Linked DNA regions of Arachis hypogaea: all the other regions are linked to region 1. A link is a contact called in public Hi-C data. All regions are on one chromosome and are shown on one strand. Each heading gives the region's core, a stretch centred on a gene start, on an enhancer-like site or on the middle of the called end of the contact. The rest is flanking DNA. Distances are from core to core; before and after follow the strand shown.

The links. Hi-C and Micro-C count contacts between places; a contact is called where the count stands out from the background.
Region 2: a Hi-C map of leaf shows a contact between it and region 1, with 3 times the contacts expected there. The contact joins the promoter of LOC112720685 here to the promoter of LOC112720688 in region 1. A contact is called at or near these places in 2 of 8 Hi-C or Micro-C datasets (both in leaf).
Region 3: a contact with region 1 is called in a Hi-C map of leaf, with 7 times the contacts expected there. The contact joins the enhancer-like site here to the promoter of LOC112720688 in region 1. A contact is called at or near these places in 5 of 8 Hi-C or Micro-C datasets (leaf and an unstated tissue).

Annotation. Positions count from the first base shown.
Region 1 is chr11:36,326,770-36,330,774 of arahy.Tifrunner.gnm2.J5K5, reverse strand. LOC112720688 (two-component response regulator-like APRR2) reads left to right here and starts at 1,992. Exons shown (of 12, transcript XM_072206721.1): 1 at 1,992-2,118; 2 at 2,903-3,126; 3 at 3,480-3,559; 4 at 3,673-3,739. The coding sequence starts at 2,997.
Region 2 is chr11:36,106,191-36,110,195 of arahy.Tifrunner.gnm2.J5K5, reverse strand. It overlaps LOC112720685 (tobamovirus multiplication protein 2A), which reads left to right and starts at 1,788. Exons shown (of 7, transcript XM_025771720.2): 1 at 1,788-2,045; 2 at 2,630-2,931; 3 at 3,649-3,748; 4 at 3,924-4,004. The coding sequence starts at 2,702.
Region 3 is chr11:36,521,966-36,525,970 of arahy.Tifrunner.gnm2.J5K5, reverse strand. It overlaps LOC112720689 (probable methyltransferase PMT14), which reads left to right. Exons shown (of 7, transcript XM_025771729.2): 5 at 137-523; 6 at 907-984; 7 at 2,058-2,667. The coding sequence ends at 2,295. Among protein-coding and RNA genes, the nearest start is that of TRNAK-CUU, 3.4 kb to the right of the region's middle. Within about 2 kb of position 1,745, at least 2 of the 3 cell types and tissues checked have open chromatin away from gene starts, as enhancers often do.

The DNA of each region.
Region 1 (4,005 bases), core at 743-3,242:
TAACCGTAATGCTATTCAGATTGCCCATAATGGTGTGTTTCATGAATGCACCAAACACATTGAGATTGATTATCACTTTGTTCGGCAAGGTATCATTATTAATGTTGTTCGTCTCATTACTGTTGGAACATTGGATCAGACTGCTGATATCTTTACGAAGACTCATCATCCGACTCATTTTTAGACTCCGATATCCAAACACAAGATGGTATCCTTAACTCCCACTTGAGTTTGAAGGGGGATGTTAGAGAATAATTAGTATCATTTATATTTATATAACATATCTGTATATTAATTATAGGATTCTATGCTTTTATTATTCTAATTTTTCTAACATCTATATATACCTCTTGTAAATTGTATTTTTACACACAACCTGAATAATACATTCCTTTATATTACTCTCTTGTGTCTAATAATTTAAATTAAAAAAATTATAATTTTAAAATTTTAAATTATTTAAATAAAATTAAATAAAATAAAAAAATAAAAATCAAATCAACACCGTCTAAATCTTAACATGATATTGATATACCAAGTCTGGATTGATTTTGTACATGTCGACATACCGCCTCAATATGGTAGGCTTTGAGCCGATGAATCATTGAATAAATTTAGTTAGACTTATTTTAAAACCACTTACTCATAACACTAAAAGATTTTGTGTATTTATATCTGTTTTAATTTATTAAACAAATTTAATTGGACTTAGATATTAAAATCAATTAATAATAGTATTGAAAGAATTTTGTGTGTTTGTATCTGTTTCAATAATTAGATAAATTTTATATTTAAGCGCAATTTTAAAGTAGTAGAATTTGTGGTTTAGGATTAATATTGTTTATGTATTTTATTTTGGTGTGAGATTTTGTGTTTAACTCTAATATATCTCTTCTTAAAAAATATATTATAAAATTAATCTTAAAAGTGATGAATGATAAATAACCTCACGAATAATTTAAAAATTATGACAAAAATACTAAAGTTATCATATTATTTATAAATGGCAAACTATTTTTCGATTTGATTGGAATTTTCGTGCAAACATTTAGTTTATTTAGAATTCTAGTACATATAAAAAATTATAGCAAAATTTGAGCTCTAATTTATTTATTTTTTATTTTTTAAAAATATTTTGGTCATTTATAAATAAAAAAATAATATTTATTTAATGTGTAAAATCATCAAATTTTAAAGATAAAATTATTTTATTTTTTTAATAATGTTTATAAAGAATAATATCAAAATCTAATCTCTAAAATTTTTTTAAAAAATATATATTTAATATGTTATTTTTTGGTTATGTTTTAAAATATTTTGAGAGCTTATTTATTATTCGTATATTTTGAAATTATTTTATTAGCAATATAAAATTTTAGATATTATATTAATAATATATCTTGTAAAATAATTTCAAGTTTAACTCTAATAAATAAAAATAAAGATTCAGATTCAGTAATATATTTTAAGAAAGTAAATTCAAATTTTACTCTAGAGTTTTTTCAGTAAATTATTGATAAATAATCTAATAAATCCTTCTTATCATTATGTGTGTCTTTTTAATAAACATTTAAGAAATATGACGAAAAGAATAAATATGAAAAATTAATTTTTAATTAATTAATATTAGTTAATTTATTTTTATTTATAAAATTCTATTTTTTATATAATTTAGAATTTAAAATTGATAGTTATTTAATATTTAAATTTAAAATAAAAAATAATTTAAAAAAGTTTGCCGATATTAATTGGCCGAAAGAAAATTCTCTCCATAGTTGAACTATTATGATAATAAAGAATGTTAAAGAATTAGAAAATTTTATTATTTTTAGTTAGTAGTTAATTAATAATGTTAAAAAACATAAACTAAAAATATATTGTTGAGTTATTAGGCTAAAAATATTAAGTTAAATCGTCTTTCAACTTTTCTCCGATTATAATTGCTTATTACGCTCCAAAGACAAGTCTTAATTTTGGTAGAATAATAACATTAATATGTAATGCTGGAATATTCACCACTGAAGTAAGTGGCAGAATGGTAGATTTATGAGAAAGGTTCTCAGTCATAGTTGCTGTGGTCCGTAACTTACATGATAGCAACTGTTCACAAAGTCACAGGCATCCTCTCTTATACTCTTCAATTCTCTTCCCTTTCCTCTACTTTCTTCTCTTCTCTCTCTCTCTCTCTCCCTCTCCCCTCTTAATAATAAGAGCAGAAAAAAGTAACACAAACTTTAGCTTTGGCGTTAGTTAATCTCAAGCATCAAATATTTAATATCCTTTATTTATGTCAAGGTAGTTATATATAAAATGGCTTCACAAAGAGCATTATTTATTTATTTATTTATTTTGTTTGTTTGTTTAGTTTAATGATTTTCCATTACTATTCTTAGGTGCATGCTAATTCACTTTATTTCGAAATGTTCATTTCCGGATAAGTTTAGATTATGGATTTTTTGTTTACTTTTGGATTAGAATAATAGTGCATGCATGTATCATGTATATTTATGTTTATGCCTAACCTTTTTTAGTTTGATCATCTTGTTTTTTTTTATTATTATTATTATTATTATCTTTCTGGGGTTCTATAAATTTTCTGGTGTTTCTACCTGAAAAGAAATGCTAGCTTTGTCGCATAGTTTTCTTCTACTATATCCGTTTTCTCATTATTCAACAATAATTTGAGTGTTTTTTATATTTTTATTTTTCTGTAAGATCTTAATCAATCACCATGGTCTTTGTCTTATTGCTGTTCTGTTGAAACTAGAAAGTGCCATCAACATATGAGATCTTTACACACTACAATATGTTCTTCATTATTATCTGCTATAAGCTTCATAATATGCAACGGTGTTTCTACTATAGTTCCTTGAACCAATTGATCAGTTAACTTAATTTGCAGAAGGAATTGGATTTGGATGGTGGTTAAGAAGTAATATTGATCTGTCATCACTTTCTTCTTCTGTGGGGTGCGGCGAAACGATGCCAAGCAAGCAATGGTTTGCACTGTCAATGATTTACAACAATGGAAGGATTTCCCAAAGGGACTCAAGGTTCTTCTCCTTGAAGGAGACGCCGCTTCCGCGGCCGAGATAAAACCAAAGCTTGAAGCCATGGACTATAATGGTAGCAACAGCTAGCCCTTTCTTTTGGGATCCCTTCTTTCTTATATTGTCTAGGCATGTCTAATACTAAATTCGTCATTATACATTAGATTCTTTTTTTGTTGCAAATATTCCCACTTTACCTTAATTAGATGGTTAAGGTTGGTCACCATTTCTAAGAAATCAAGAAACATGGCTTTATATAGTCCTAATATGGTTCCTTGGGAAACTTTGGTCTAAGATTTTAGATGCTCTGAAAAGAATATAAAATTTGATTGAATGCCTTCTTCTTCTTAAAATTTTTCATTTTGATAATTGAGCGAGCCCATTATGTTAAATTTTCTTAGTGACTAAGACTCGAAATTTTCTGTGCAGTTTCTGCTTTCTGCGACGAGAATGAAGCCTTATCAGCGATCTCAAGTAGATCCGAAAGCTTCCACATTGCCATAGTGGAGGTAACAAACTTTCATTTATCACAACAAATTATAAATCATAATCGTTGTAATTGTGAAGTTCAAATAGGAAAGGAACATAAGAGCGGGATGCTGTCTTTCAATTATTATTGCAGGTGAATATAAACAGCGGCCAAGGAGGTTTCAAATTTCTTGAGAATGCCAAGGATTTGCCAACCATTAGTAAGTAAAGAAACCAAAACCATTTTTTATGGCATAAGCACTCTGCTTTCAATGGCACTGACAAATGAATTAATTAGAAAAAATCAGTTCCAAAATAAGTAGAGAAAAATCATTGCGAATTTTCCTTTTCAGTTTTCACCATCACTTTATGCAGGTCTAGGGAAATCGGGAAAATTGTAAGCTTTTGATTTTTGTGATTGTTGCTTGGAGCTATTTCTCATATGGTGGAAAATTCATTTTCTCATTGAGCAGTGTCATAAAACCAT
Region 2 (4,005 bases), core at 539-3,038, 220 kb after region 1:
AGATTAAAATATTCTTACCTTAGCAATTATACCCTGCATGAATTAGTTAAGACCCTAAGCTTGGATTCCTGCGAAGTTGGAGATCAGGATTTTTTCGAGGGTTCGTATTTTCTTTTGCAGTCTTTATTCGAAACTGTTATCCTACTGGGAACCTTCGGGTTCTCACCCATCGTGAATTTCTTGTTTTTTCGATGCAGGACGCAACGCACCTCGTTGAGAGTGTGGGATTTCAGGTGATGACGCGAAGAGGATTCTTTTGTGATATTTTGTTTTGATACTAGAGATTTTTCCACTTTTAAAACTTTGTTGTACATGACTATATATTCCTCTTAGAGGTTTTTATTTGGAGAAATAACCTTTCTATTTTGTATATTCCCTAGTATTATAATATTTTAGCCGGCTTTTCTTCGCGGGTCGAGACTAATAATTAACATGTATATATGTTATTATGTATCTTCACTTTGGACTCATGATGTATTCCATTTTTGTATACGATGTTATCGATTTAACACGTTCGTGTGTGTTTAACAGTTTTCGATGTTTAAATTTTTTTTACTGGCTCCTAGTTATAATATTATCTTTTTATAACCATATATGTATTTTCTTTTCTAAGTGTCATAATGCCTCGCTATCATTGATAGGGTATTACATTTATGATATCAGAGCAGTTCGTCCTTGTAGAGCCTGAGAGATGGACTAATTATGTTTCTGAGTATACTCTGAGTTGTGTTTTTATGTTGTTTAGGATATCTACATGATAAATATAGCATAACTGTTCATAAGTATAATTTTAGAAATTCAAAGCACTAGACTTAAAACATTGAAACTGATCACCTTAATATCAATTATTTGGTGTGGACATGACCCAAATGACAAAGAATAGAGCTCGCAAAAATACTAATGTAATAGATAGGATTTATCCTATGCTAATATTACAATATTTTTTTTCAAAAAGACATAACTTAATTTATATTTTCCTGAATCCTGTTTTTTCTTCTTTTCTTTGTTTTTCTTTCATTATGTACACCAAAAAATATTTAATTTACAAATTATATATTTAATTATTTATAATTAAAAAAAGATAGACTAAACAATTTTTTAGCTAATAAATATATAATCAATAATAACATAATTTTAATTATTATTGCTCTTTCAGAAAACGAAAGAACTTACATAATTAATTAATTTCTTTATATTAGGTGTACTTGAGTTATAAAATTATTGGTCATATAATATGATGATTAATTTTTTGGTGTATATAATATGATTGTAGAAATAATTGTGTAAATATTTAAAGAGTTAAAAATTGAGTTTTATTTAATAGGTTAAGAATATATAATATTTTAAAAGTTTTATTTAATTATATTATTTTTTAAATGGTTATTTATGGTGAGAAATTAACAAATAATTTATAAAACTTAAATCTTGAAAAGAAAAATAAAAATAATTATTTTTAAATTTATTTATTTTTTATGTTTAATTATTCGATCAGTCTTTATAATTTTATCAAATTTTTAATTAAGTCTTTACAATTTAAAATTTTTTAGTAAATTCATGTATTAGATTTTTTTAATTAGATCATTACTAACTATTTTTATTTAAAAATATGAAATGTTATTCGAACATTTATTTTTGTATTTGACGTGAAATAATTTATAAAATATTATAAAACCAAATATTATAATATTATTATGACTTTTTAAAAGCTAACTAGTTAAGAATTAATTAACAATTTTTATCTAGTACAGGAAATCAATTATAAGCTTTTAAACGGGGAAGAATTAATTGAAAGTTTGCTAAAATTACAAGAAAAATAGAATTGTTTAACGCCAATGTGTGTTCGGGGTGCCAAACCAGCAACACACAAGGGTATTAATGTCATTTAAGTTAATTAAATTTAATTGTATTTTCTTTTTCCTAATCATTGATATTCCGGTCACCGTTTTCTTTTTTCTTTCTTTGCTGTTCCATTTTCTATATTTGAGCGATTTCGAGAAGCGAGAGGATCAGAAAAAGGGAAAGCTTTGTCAATCGGAGTTCTAACTGTGAGTGATTCTCACTTCTATGTATCGCAGCTCTCATCAACATTTTGTTTTTTTCTTACCTTTCTTTTGATTTTAATTTTAACCTTTTACATTTTCTCTTAGTTGATTATTTTTTATTTTTTTATTTTTTTTGGTAGATTGCATCCTTACGAATTTCCTGAGCTAGATTCTGTCGGAATTTTGGTCGATAGTCTCATAACTAACATGGTCAATGTTAATAAATAAATAAATAATTGGGGACATCCTAATTATTCATATTGGAAAATTATAACAATGTTATTGATTTCAGTGACATAACATTTTCTCTTAGGTGATTATGTTTCTGAATAAAGAATGAGAAAAAATAAGGTTATGGGTTAGAATATACCAGAGCAATTGACCTAGACAATTGTCTTCTTAGAACCCCTAAGGTTGAAAATATATGTGACTAAGTGATTGTCATTGTTTTTTGTGCTTGTTAAGGTTGTATATGGAGCATTAGTTAAGACATCAGCGTCTCTGTTAAGGTTGAATCTGACTGCTTGAATTACTGGTCTTATTTGACATTAGTACTGATGGAAATGCCTTTTGTTTTTTTCCCCCAGAAATTATAGTTGGAATTGGTCACATTATTGAATTCTGGTTGAGGAGTTGAAGGGTATTATAGGTAGGGGAGGATGGGTTGTAAGGGTTGCTGGGAGTGCCTTCTGAAGGTTCTGAACTTCTTTATGTCCCTTGCTGGTCTGGCCATGGTGGGCTATGGGATTTATCTGCTGGTTCAATACAATAACCATCCACATGACACTTTAATAGTTCCTACTGATCAGACTCTTGTTCAACTTGGCCGTCCAATGCTTGTAGCTGTGAATCTCTCCGACAGCATTTATGATGATTTACCGAAGGCTTGGTATGGATGCTGCTCTTTTCTTTCAATTGAGAAATGTGTTGCGGGACTAGTTGTAGAGTAATGAGGAAATAATAATTCTTTTGTTATAAATTTTGCTGCTGCAATATTTTGCTGGTTTTTAATTTTTTATTTTTTTTAGTTTATATATTTTAGAAAAGGAAAATTCACTCCAACTTACTTTGGAGAAGATAATCCGTAAAATTGAATCGGAACTTTGTGCTAACCTAGGAGTTGAACCTATTCAATTTCTATTTGATCAAGCTCAGTAAGAGCTGCAATGTGAAGCATTTGGGATGGCTACTAATAGATTTTAGTTATGTAACATATAAAACTTTAGAAGGGCTAGTCACGCTTCACTAATTTGGTGCAAATGATGCATTAGGTTCATTCTTATTGCCAGGGTTGAAGGAATCAAAGTTAATAATGGACTTGGCTTATTAACTGTGTAGATTTCTATGCAAAATGTGAATTTGAAGTTCTTTTATTTCTTCAATGTGTGGTTTTAAATAGATTAGCGACATCTAAGGTGCTGAGTAAAGAAAGACAACTAGAGAAAAATACCAGATGTAGTCTTGTGTGCTTCATGAATTCGGTCTGCATTCACCACAATGATTGAGTTATTGCCACATTTACATTGCTACTTCTATTAGAGGAAGTTGACAGAGCTCAAGCTTCTGTCATTGAACTCTCTTTCACTGCTTGTGTTCATGCATGCAGGTTTTTATATGCTTTTATTGGTGTTGGGGCGATTCTGTTTGTCATTTCTTGTTTTGGATGTGTCGCATCTATGACACGGAGTGTGTGCTGCCTGAGCTGTGTATCCTTATAGATTGTCTTTCGTTGTAGGCAAGATATTCAATGGGCTCCTAAATTTTCCACTAGCATACAAAAGCATGAGATGAATAATCTCTTCCACACTCTCTTTCTGTTTTAATTAGAACTATTTAATATATTTATCTCAAAGGAATGACTATTTCCTTAACCCAGCAAAGTATGCATTTTTGGTGATACTATTGATCTTGCTAGAGCTGGCTTTTGCAGCCGTTATATTTTTCGACAAAGGCTGGAAAAAGG
Region 3 (4,005 bases), core at 496-2,995, 200 kb before region 1:
TGTGTAGGATTTAGTTTCTCTATGCTTTTAAATTGTTGATATTATATAGATGTTTATTAATGTGTAGACATATTAGATCTGTTGTTTACATTCTGATTATTTTTCATTTGGATGGGGTTGATGTGTTTATGTATAGGTACAGAAAAATGGAGGGCTGTCAGACCCCTTTCCCTGAGGTATCCAGCAAAAGTGAAGTTGCTGGAGGTGAATTGAAGAAGTTTCCTGCTAGGCTTTATGCTGTCCCTCCTCGAATAGCTAAGGGCATTGTTCCCGATGTTACAGCTGAATCTTATGAAGAGGACAACAAATTATGGAAAAAGCATGTTAATGCTTACAAAAGAATGAACAAGTTGATTGGCACTACCAGATATCGAAATGTGATGGACATGAATGCAGAGCTTGGAGGATTTGCAGCTGCACTTGAATCACCAAAATCCTGGGTTATGAATGTTGTGCCCACGAGTGCTAAGAACACCTTAGGTGTTATTTACGAGAGAGGTCTGATTGGCATTTACCATGACTGGTAAGTTTCTAAGAGTTCTCTTAATACTCCTACAAGTATTCTTATTTCATGTGAATTTTTCCATGCAAGTTGTCTTCCCTATACTTCAAAAATTATTTATCTCGACATTTCATGGTGGGTTTTTGTATGATTATTCATTTGACCACTGCAAGGCAAAATGGGCTTCAAATTAGCATATTGTTCTTCTTCTCCATATTCTGGAGCCACTTGAAAATAGATATTGGTACTGTTACTTCAAATAATGGTATGTCGCTGTATTGTATTTCATATGACGGCTACAGATAATTGAACATGCTATGAATTTTGCTAATCAGTTTATTGGTTGAAGCAAGTTATGCACTATGACTATGCATTATTTAATGTCAGTTTTCTTCTTTCTTCAGGTGTGAAGGCTTTTCTACATACCCCAGGACATATGATCTCATTCATGCAAATGGTTTATTTAGCATGTACCAGGACTCGTAAGTTTCTTCCTCCTCTTCCATGTGCATAATCATAGTATGTGGATTCTAAGATTATATCTCATTGAAAGTAGAAACAAGCTCTGATTCGATTTTCTTGGCATATAATGCAAACTCAAGTCCCTTTTCTAGATGTTACATATAATACTTTTTTTCTTCTTTTGGGATCTTGCAACAGTAATTCAATGCAGTAGTTTCTCAAAAATTGAGGATTTCTAAATTGTTGGTAAAATGTTTAGATTGTGCACTTGTTAAATACGTTTCACCATACTTCCCGGATATACCTATCACAAGGCACTGTCAAATGCCATCTGCGCTGTCCTCAAAGGGCCTTGTTGGTAGTTAGAGGATGCGCTTTAGGGGGTTGTTTGTGAGTTAGAATAATGGAGGGAAGGGGAGTAAAAATTCAAAATTTAGCACTAGTCTTCCTTTCCTCTTACCTTTCCCTCGAAAATTCCAACTCACAAACCCACTCTTAGGACCTGTTAAGTTTGTGTTTTCATTGTTTTCTATTTTAGGATTTTGTAAAAAAAAAAATGAAACTAGAAAACAAGATTTTATTGCTTTTAGTTATTTTTTTCTTCATAAAATGCCGAAAATAGAAAACGAATTCTCAAACCAAACAGGCCTTAGGATCTTAAATTGCATCACTCATTTTAGGTGAGCCCAAATTCCATTATTTGAAATGCATAACAATTCACAAGGCCTAGTCCATGTGAAAAAGCTAAATAGGCTCCTCCTGTTAATTGCCAATTTGCCATGAGCTAAAACATTTATCACGGACCAACCTATTTCAAGCTTCAGGCCTTTGCAGGAGGCCCAATATATGGTTTTAAATCTTTAAAAGCATAATTTGGACACCAAAAAAAAAAAAATCTTTAAAAGCATAATTTGGACATATTTTACTTTTAGTTTGGGATTCGTTAGTCCTTTGAACATGTTAACCTTGTTTTATAAATCATAATAATCCCATTAAGTTGATGACAAACCTTAATAGTCCTTTAGTGTTTAGGGTTTAGGGTTATCCTTATCTCTACTTTTTACTTTTAAATGTTGATGAGTTGTTTGAACAGGTGCAACCTGGAAGACATCCTTATTGAAATGGACCGAATCCTAAGACCCGAAGGAGTCGTCATCATCAGAGACGAAGTCGATGTCCTGAACAAGGTCAAGAAAATTGTTGGGGGGATGAGATGGGAAGCCAAAATGGTGGATCATGAGGATGGCCCTCTTGTGCCTGAGAAGATATTGGTTGCTGTTAAAGAATACTGGGTTGCCAGCAGCAATAACAGCACCTCCAGTGAGGAATAAAACCATTGCATTGTTTTGGGGTATGAAAGTGAAACTTGTCTCTCAGGTCTCAGCATGCAGCAACCATCAAGGTTTCAGAGCCATTAAGGAATGGTGCAAAAAGAAAAGGGTAAAAAAAAAAAGAGGAAAAAAAAAATAGAAATTGTTATAGTGCAAAGTAAAAGCAAAAGATTGGTTATGTAAGCTTATTCTACGCCTGCCTTATACAAGTGTAGATAAAATAGGTCTTAACTAGTCTTATTAAGTTTATTTAGATATAGATTAGCACAAGTTCGGCTACCAAGATAATTTAATCTAAAGATATTCTGTTGAATAATAATGGTGAAGGAATATTGAAGCATTGAAATCCCACTATTCGTTTTTCGGTTTTAAGAGTGTGTTTGTAGAGTTAAATCTCAATTTGGCCCATAAAATTTCGTTCGATGCTCAAAATGATCCCCATAATTTAGTTGGTCCCAATTAGAATCCCCAAATTTATTATCGTGGCTCTGGCTTGTCCCTGCGATTATTTTCGTCACTGGAATGCTGATCTGATGCAATTGCATGACACGGTAGACACTACTTAAACGACAGCGTATTGGTTTTGTGCCCAAACCCTTCGGAAAATGCGTCGTTTCAGTTTTTTGTGGGTTAAAACTCTCTTTCTTTTCACTACGACGATCATAAGTTGCAAAACATCAACAAAACCCTTACACTACGTGGTTTCCAAAGGGTTTGAACGCGAAACCAATGCACCATCGTTTAAGTAGTGTCCACCAATCATGCAATTGTGTCAGATCAGTATTCCGGTGACGGAAATGATCGCAAGGGCAAGCCAGAACCACGATTACAAATTTGAGGGTTCTAATTGGGGCCAACGAAATTATGGGGATCATTTTGAGCATCGGACTAAATTTCAGGGTCAAATTGAGATTTAACTCGTGTTTGTGGGTTGAGATATTAAAGGGAAAAAAAAAGAAAGGCAAAGGAGAGGCTTGAAGGTTAAAAATTTAAAATAGATTTCTCCCTATTTTTCACTCGTTCTTTTTCTTTTACTTTTTAAGTTTAAAAAAAAAATCTTTGTTCTAAAATATCATCAACTTGTGAACATGCATATCCGTTTGAAAATTCCATGGTTTTGAGCTGGACCAAACTAATTAGTTCAATCAGATTAAACTGAAAATTGATCACCAAATTGGTCTGATCATGGCAAAAAAAAATGGTTGTGACTGAATCAACCAAAAATAAAAAATATTTGTCAAAAAAGTTAATAAACCAGTTAAATTGATATGATTTTTTTTTGCAGTTATTTGATTAGAAAGTTTTTTTTTATTGAAAAAATATATTTTATATATAAATATACTGTTTTAATATATCAAATTTAATTTCGGTTAAATTTTAATTATAACTTTAAATTTTTAAACTTCTAATTTCATCAATGATTTGATTTTTAGAACCTTTAATCATCAATTCAGCAATTAGTTTGATTTTCACTATGATGCACGGACACGAGACACGACACGATACGAGACACGCCGACACGCAAATTTTAAAATTTTATAAGACACGGGGATACACATACATATAAAATATAAATTATTTTTTAGATAAATCGTAATGATATTTTGATATTTTATTGATATTAAAATATAAATAAATTTTTATAATTATTTTTAATATCTTATTTTAATTATATCAAATATTTAAAATATTTTTTGTTTTAATAAATAA